Regions from separate parts of the Mus musculus genome. Here region 1 is linked to region 2. A link is a contact called in public Micro-C data. All regions are on one chromosome and are shown on one strand. The core of a region is the stretch at or near the end of the contact, and the rest is flanking DNA. Distances in the headings are between cores, read along the strand shown.

What was found. A called contact is a pair of places that touch in the nucleus more often than the background predicts.
Region 1: a contact with region 2 is called in a Micro-C map of embryonic stem cells, with 2.8 times the contacts expected there. The contact joins the promoter of Sumo1 here to the promoter of Fam117b in region 2. A contact is called at or near these places in 2 of 39 promoter capture datasets (erythroid cells and pre-B cells), 2 of 484 Hi-C or Micro-C datasets (embryonic stem cells and natural killer cells) and 1 of 115 datasets of contacts at active chromatin or transcription factors (memory CD8 T cells).

Annotation. Positions count from the first base shown.
Region 1 is chr1:59,669,207-59,672,638 of GRCm38.p6, reverse strand. It overlaps Sumo1 (small ubiquitin-like modifier 1), which reads left to right and starts at 1,805. Exons shown (of 5, transcript NM_009460.2): 1 at 1,805-1,959. The coding sequence starts at 1,948.
Region 2 is chr1:59,911,430-59,914,888 of GRCm38.p6, reverse strand. Fam117b (family with sequence similarity 117, member B) reads right to left here and starts at 1,883. Exons shown (of 8, transcript NM_001037725.3): 1 at 1,137-1,883. The coding sequence starts at 1,725.

The DNA.
Region 1 (3,432 bases), core at 556-3,055, 240 kb after region 2:
AGCCCATTGTGAGTGATACCATACAAGGCTGGTAGTCCTGGGTTCCAAAAGAAAGCTGGCTGAGGAGTAAACCAGTAAGCAGCACCCTCCATGGCCTCTGCACCAGCTCCTGCCTCCAGGTTCCCACATGCTTGAGTTCCTGTCCTGTAAGCCAAATAATCTCTTTCCTCCTCAATGTGCAAAGGCACATCGTGTTTCTTTCCAGCAATAAAAAAACCTAAAACAGGGCTGGTGAGATGGCTCAGTGGGTAAGAGCACTGACTGCTCTTCCGAAGGTCCTGAGTTCAAATCCCAGCAACCACATGGCAGCTCACAACCATCTGTAATGAGATCTAATACCCTATTCTGGAGCATTTGAAGACAGCTACAGTGTACTTACAAATAATAATAAATAAGTCTTTGAGTCAGAGTGAGCAGGGACTGAGAGAGCAGGGTTGACTGGAGTGAGCGGAGCTGACTGGAGCAAGCAGAGATCCTAAATTCAATTCCCAACAACCACATGAAGGCTTGCAACCATCTGCAACATCTACAGTGTACTCATATACATAAAATAAATAAATAAATCTTAAAAAAAAAACCCTAAAACAGTCTTACATAAACACCGTTGAAACATTTTAATTTTGTATATGCAGTGAAATAGGGATTTAAATTCTTTCTCCTTTCGCATGTGAATGTTCAGTATTTTCATTAGTAATTATATTGTACCTACTAATTTTTAATTTTGTATGGGTGTTTTTGTCTGAATGTGTTTATGAACCGCATTCAGGCTTTGGCTTGGTGCTGAAAAAAGTATCTGATTCTTGGGACTAGAGTTACAGGCAGTTTTGAATGCATGCATGGGTGCTGGGACTCAGACTTGAGTCCTCTGGAAGAGTAGCCAGTGCTCTTTGACTACTGGGTCATTTATAGTTGGCTCATTACTATTTACAGAAAAGATTATTTTACTAATGTCTTGTTCTGTGAAGGGTTTTTGATTTAAGTTTTCATTTTTCCCCCTTTACTTATTATAACCTTAATCCTCCTTGAATGCTTGTGCAAGGTCACTGTATTCAAAGGAAGCAGTTTAGGTCTTTCTATGACACAAGGCAACTAGTTTATGCGTTGGAAGGCGCTCCTGCCTACAACTTCAAAACTTTCAGTAGCATTTTAGTTGTCTGTAGCCACCAAGACTTTGTTCTAGCTGGGGGTGTGGTGGCACTTGGGAGGCAGAGGCAAGAGGATCTCTACGAGTTGGAGGCCAGTCTGGTTGACATTGCAATGTTCTATAATAGCCAAGGCTATTAGTGAGACCCTGCCTCAAAACACAAGAACAAAAGATGTGTCCTGAAGGGTCGTCTTTTTGTGCCCCCTCATCTCCCCCGCCCCCAACAGGGTTCTATGTCCTGTCCTGGAACTCACTTTGTAGATGAAGATGGCCACGAACTCACAGAGATCCGGTAGCCTCTGCCTCTATCACCCGGAGTCACGAATGTGGCAACAGCAAGCATGAGGGGCCTATAAAAATACTATACGGGTAATTCACTATATTCAGTGAGGGTTGGTCCGGGCCTCAGAAGCGCGCAAGTCGTCCCACCGGGAGGAGCCTAAGCAGTCAGTTTGACCCCAGACATTCGGCCTGCAGGCAAAGCGCTGGTCTCCCTGAGGGCTGCGGCAGCGGGCCTGATTCTCCCTCCCTCCGAAGTCCTAGCAGTTCTCTTGCTCCAGGCAAGTAGTTTACAACCTGGAGGATTTTAGCCCCCGGCCTTCCTTACGGCGTTTTCCCGCTTCCTTTTCCCGTCTTCGCTAACTCGCCTCTGCGCGCAGCGGAAGTGACGCAAGACGTAGAGGAAGTCCCTGCAGCCGCGGTGTTGTGCTGTAGAGAAGGGACGGATTTGTAAACCTCAGAGTGAGGTTCTGCCTGCCGGAGGCCGCAGTGGTGCGGAGACCCCCGGGTGAATCCACGTCACCATGTCTGACCAGGTACCGGGCCGGGGCCTTAGGGCTCAGGGCCGTCGGCCGCGGGCTGGGGCCCTGGACTGAGGCGCGGGGGAGGGGGCGGCTGGAGAAGGGGGCTGCCCGTGGGGAGGGGGCCGCGAGGGACGCGGGGCGCCTGGCGGAGTCGGGCCAGGCCGCCTGGGACCCCGGGGCTCTGGGTTCCACGCGCCCTCCGCGCCCCTCTCCGAGGCCCCTACCCCCGCGCCACCCGGCGCCGGGGCTCTCTCGACGGCGCCCAGGTTTCTCGCGGGCTCGCAGGGGGCCCAGGCCCGCTCCCTTGTCCCCGAGAGCAAGCTGAGGGGAAAACGACCGTTTCCCTTCGGACGACGGATGGCAGAAACCAGGCCCTAGGCCCAGTTATGTAACGGGAGGGAAATCCCCGACTGGGAGGCTAGGTGGCCCTGAAAAGCAGCTCGACTCCACTTTGGGTTCTTGGTCCCGGAGAGTGGGGGGCGGCCGGGGAGCCGTGTCTGAGGTGACTGGGAGCCCAGAGGACGCTGCTTTTCCGTTGTGTTTGCCTGGAGGGTCCGTCCATCTCTGCACACCTCAGTCTTTTTTTTTTTTTTTTCCTTCCGGGGGTGCGGAACGGTCCGCTCTTTCGCTGTACTTTCCATTTCTTACTCGGGATTGGTCCATCAACTCTCCAGTTCTCAGAGCGCTCAGAATAACCGAGAAACAGCAAACTGTGTATGGAGTGCCACCACCAACAAGCCATTTCGTCTGGGCTTTAACCAGCAGATGCTTGGCACTTTAAAAAAAAATATAGCACGTTTTTTGTTCTTTGATAATCAGATGACGCATTTAGATTATATGCACCCCCAAACCTCTCTTCCAGAAGTTTCTGAACTAATTTTCGAAGAAATAGAGAAAAAAAAAGTTATCCGTGTTGTACAATTGCAGAATATTTGCAGAAAGCTGTCAATTAGTAGTAAAACAGTGTGTCTCGGTTTTGGAATCAAGGATTTGCATGGTATTTGCCTTCAAATAGGAGTGACTCCTTGCCACCTAAATTTTTCTTCATCCTATTTTAGTTACTACCTTTGTGGCTAGTTTTTATATACATAAGGTTTTGGTCTGACTTTGCTTTGGTTTGCTCAGATGACTTAATTTTCAGAGTATTTTTTTTTTAACTTTTTCTTCTTTTGTGATAATTATTCAGTAAACTTTTTCATTCAACTTCACAATGTAGTTGGACTTTTTTAAAAAAAAAATTTGTTGTTGTTGTTTGAGACACGGATTTTCTGTGTAGCCTTGGCTTTCTAGGAACACTCTGTAGACCAGGCTGGCCTCCAATTTATAGAGATCGGCCTGTTTCTGTCTCCTGAGTGCTGGGATAAAAGGCTTGTGCCACCACAGACTGGCCAGGGTGGTTCTATTTTTATAGCCTATCTACACTGTAGACTAATTGTGGCATGGATTTACTTATTAATAATCTGAATTAATCCTCTTTTGGGATAG
Region 2 (3,459 bases), core at 634-3,133:
AGCTCCAGAAACTCAATGGCAAACTGCAGAAATCTTGTCCAGCATGCATGTAATTTTGGTGTGCAATGTATCTCTCAGACGTTCTCTTATACATTAGAAGTTGCTCCCTTGATCTAATTTGAAGACTTGTTCTCTGTGGCATACAAGCAGAGTCAAAGCTCACCTGTCACCACTTGTTCTTAACCCATCTAAAGGAAAATATGAAAGCTAAAATGAGGTCGTGTATGAAAACCACTTGCCCATTATTGAAGGGAGGGAATCCTCTTAACATCTTTTAAAAGCATTTTGTAGCCTGGCAAAGTAGCATGCTTTTGACTCCAGCACTCAGAAGGCAGAGGCAGTTGGTGAGGCTAACCTATCTACATGGTGAGTTACAGACCAGATGAGGCTACAGGGAGCCTGTTTCAAAACGCAAACAAAAAATAAAAAATAAACATAAAAAACCAAAGCAAAACAAAATGGGCAGGCCTTTAATCCCAGCACTAGGAAGGCAGAGGCAGGCAGATCAAGGCCAGCCTGGTCTACACTGCAAGTTCCAGGTCAGCCAGCGGTAGTGAGAGTGTTGGGGGGGGGGGGGTGCGGGAAGCAAAGAATAAGTCTAAGAGAAATAAAACCAGTATCTCAGAAACACACTCAGACCCTCAGGCTAGCTATCTACCATTTACGTATATGTGTAAACACATACATAGACCTATGCACACACCCCAAAGCAATCTTGCTTAACTTCTCCCTTCTTGCTACTCATTAAGTCTTACGAAATGCAAAAACTGCTCCCAGCTTCACAACTCTTCAATGATCCAAATCCGCCTTTGCTGATGCATTCAGTCCTCCAGATCCGAAACTGTTTTGTGGAACAGAAACACTAAGCAGCACACAAGTGCTATTTGCAAGCATTAACCGCGTCACCAAAAGTGACAGGACCAGCCCCAGCAGTAGCGACGCAAGGCCAAACCCCAGGGTTTATGATTTCCACAAATTGAGCCCAGGCCCAAGGTTAGCGGCCGCACCTCCACGGCGGAGACCCGCACGGGCAAGACGCAGGGGTGGCGGACCGCACGCCCCGCCCCGCCCCGCCCCGCCCCACCGGAGCGCTGCAGTCCCCACTCGGCGGCACAGGACCCCTGTCCTCCACGTACCTGCTTTGCACACCGGGGCGCTGGGGCTCCTCTTCTCCGCCGAGGGTCGGCCCTGCTCTGGGGACCTCCTCCGGTGGCGGACGCGGGCGGAGGGTGGGGCCGCAATCACCTCGCTCGGCCACAGGTGGGTGGGCGACGAACTGGGCGACGACACGGTGCCCAGCAGGGGCGGTGGCGGCTGCGGGCGCGGAGGACTGCTTCGGGCCCCAGGCGCCGTGCCGCGCGTGGGGCTGGTACCGCGCGTGGACGTCACGGACGCTCCCGTCTGCGTGGCCACCGTGGGGCTGGTACGCGCCGCCGCGCTGCCGCCGCCGCCGCGCGTGGGGCTGGTGCTGCGTGAGGCGGTGCGCGGGCCGCCACTGCCGCCGCCGCCCGAGGGGCCTGAGGCGCCTCCGTTGCCTCCGTTGTTGCCGCCGCCGCCGCCGCCCCGCGTGGGGCTGCCATGTTGCTGCTGCTGCTTCAGCTGGAACGGCACCGTCGCCCTCATGGGCTGCAGGCGGCTCCCAGGGCCCCCGGGCGGGCCGACCGCGCCACCCGCGAGGGCGCCGGCGGGCGTGGGAGACCCATTGCGCCTCACCCGCTGGGACATGGTCCCCCCGCCCCAGAGACGGCGGCCGGGGGTGCTGGGCGGCGGGGACCGGCTGCTCGGGGCCCGAGGGAAGGCCTGAGCCAGCGGGTGACGTAGCCTGACTTCAGGACCAGGGGGCGCGCGGGCAGCGACGGGCACCGACGAGGTGATGCAGCCGCCGCCGCGGCTCCTCATCAACAATAGTGTCTCCTCCGTTGTCCCCGCCCCCTGCCGCCGCTCATTGGTGTAGCGTCAGCGCGCTCGAGCCACTCGGCCTCGCTGATTGGCTGCGCGCATCTCGGCTCCCGAGGCTGCTTCTGCTCTTTAAAGAGAAAGAGGCCCGCCCCCGAGGGGTCGGGCGGCGGAGGAAACCGGCCGTGGCAGGAGGAGGGGTGCGGAGGGAACGCTTGTGGCTTGTGTAGAGGGATGCGGGGGTGGGGGGTGAGGGGGGGTTGCGTGCGTGTGCGGACGTGTGTGCGTGCGTGTGTGTGTGTGTACACGTGCGTGTACGTGTAGGCGCGCGCCCGGCCACGCGCGTCCCTGTTTCCCGCTGGAGGGAGCCCCTGGGACTCCGGGAATTTGGCCAAAGGGACGGACTGTACGGGACCACGGTGTCCCCGGGGATGGTCTGAACCGACTCTTTCCCTCTGAAACTCATTTCCTTACAGCAGTGGTGTCTGTAAGTTAACACGTACGCACATCTCTTTGGAGACTCCCCTCACCCCCGCCCCCCAATCTTTTTGTTCTGCCCTAATTCCATCTACCTATGAGCAGGGCTCTAAAATAAAAGAACTTTAATTCTAGGGTATTTTATATCTTTCTTCTCTTTTCTTTTTGGCGCTACAAAGATTCAAATATCAGAACGATTATATTTGCAGGTTAGAATGCAACTTTAGATGGTATCTGTGAAGTTCAGTTATCGAGTAGTGTTGCTACTAGCCCCCACCCTTATAGATCTCAAGTAATAAAGAATTTATTTAATCAGTTACTTTACAGTTCCCTTATACCTTAGAAAGATGCAAGTTTATAAAGTGCTGTGGCCTCCACTTGCTCCTCTCTATTTGAGACAGAACTGGGTGCACCACCCATATTTATTTATTTATTTATTTATTTATTTATTTATTTATTACATTTATGTATCTGGTTTGTGAATAAGCATGTGCATGCATGTAGAGGTCAAAGGACAGCCTGTTCTTTTCTAACATGTCTGTGCAGGGAATCAGACTCATGCATCAGACTGAGCCGTTTCATTGGCCCACCATTCATAGTTTAGTCTGGTGGAGAAAATAAGTCTCCATGGCTTTCATAAGAACTCTCTGAAAGGCAAGAAATTCTAAAGTAATCATAATACGCGGGTTCCTCTTCAATTAAAAAGTCGACATGCAGACTGCACGTGGCATCCTTAATCCCTTTATGGCTTTAATAGCTATACATTCTAAAAAGATCCCTTAACCAAGGCGTGGTGGTTCTGGTAACAGGTTCTAGGCCTCAAGCCCTATTGGGTTCCTGTAGAAAGCTGTTAGATAGGTTCCTAGGGTCCTGGAGACAGTCAGATCCCCCACATAGCCTGTGATCTCAGGTATGTCCATAAACAAGTTTCTTATTTGTAAGGTGCAGCTAAGCAATACCATCTGCTACAGACAGTTCTAAATATTAACCAAGGATTTGATGAGAAGAGGCTGTGCAGGAAGTTCTCAGAACTCCTTTTCTAGCAGTCTCTCTCCATTCATTCATTCATTCATTCATTCATCATTG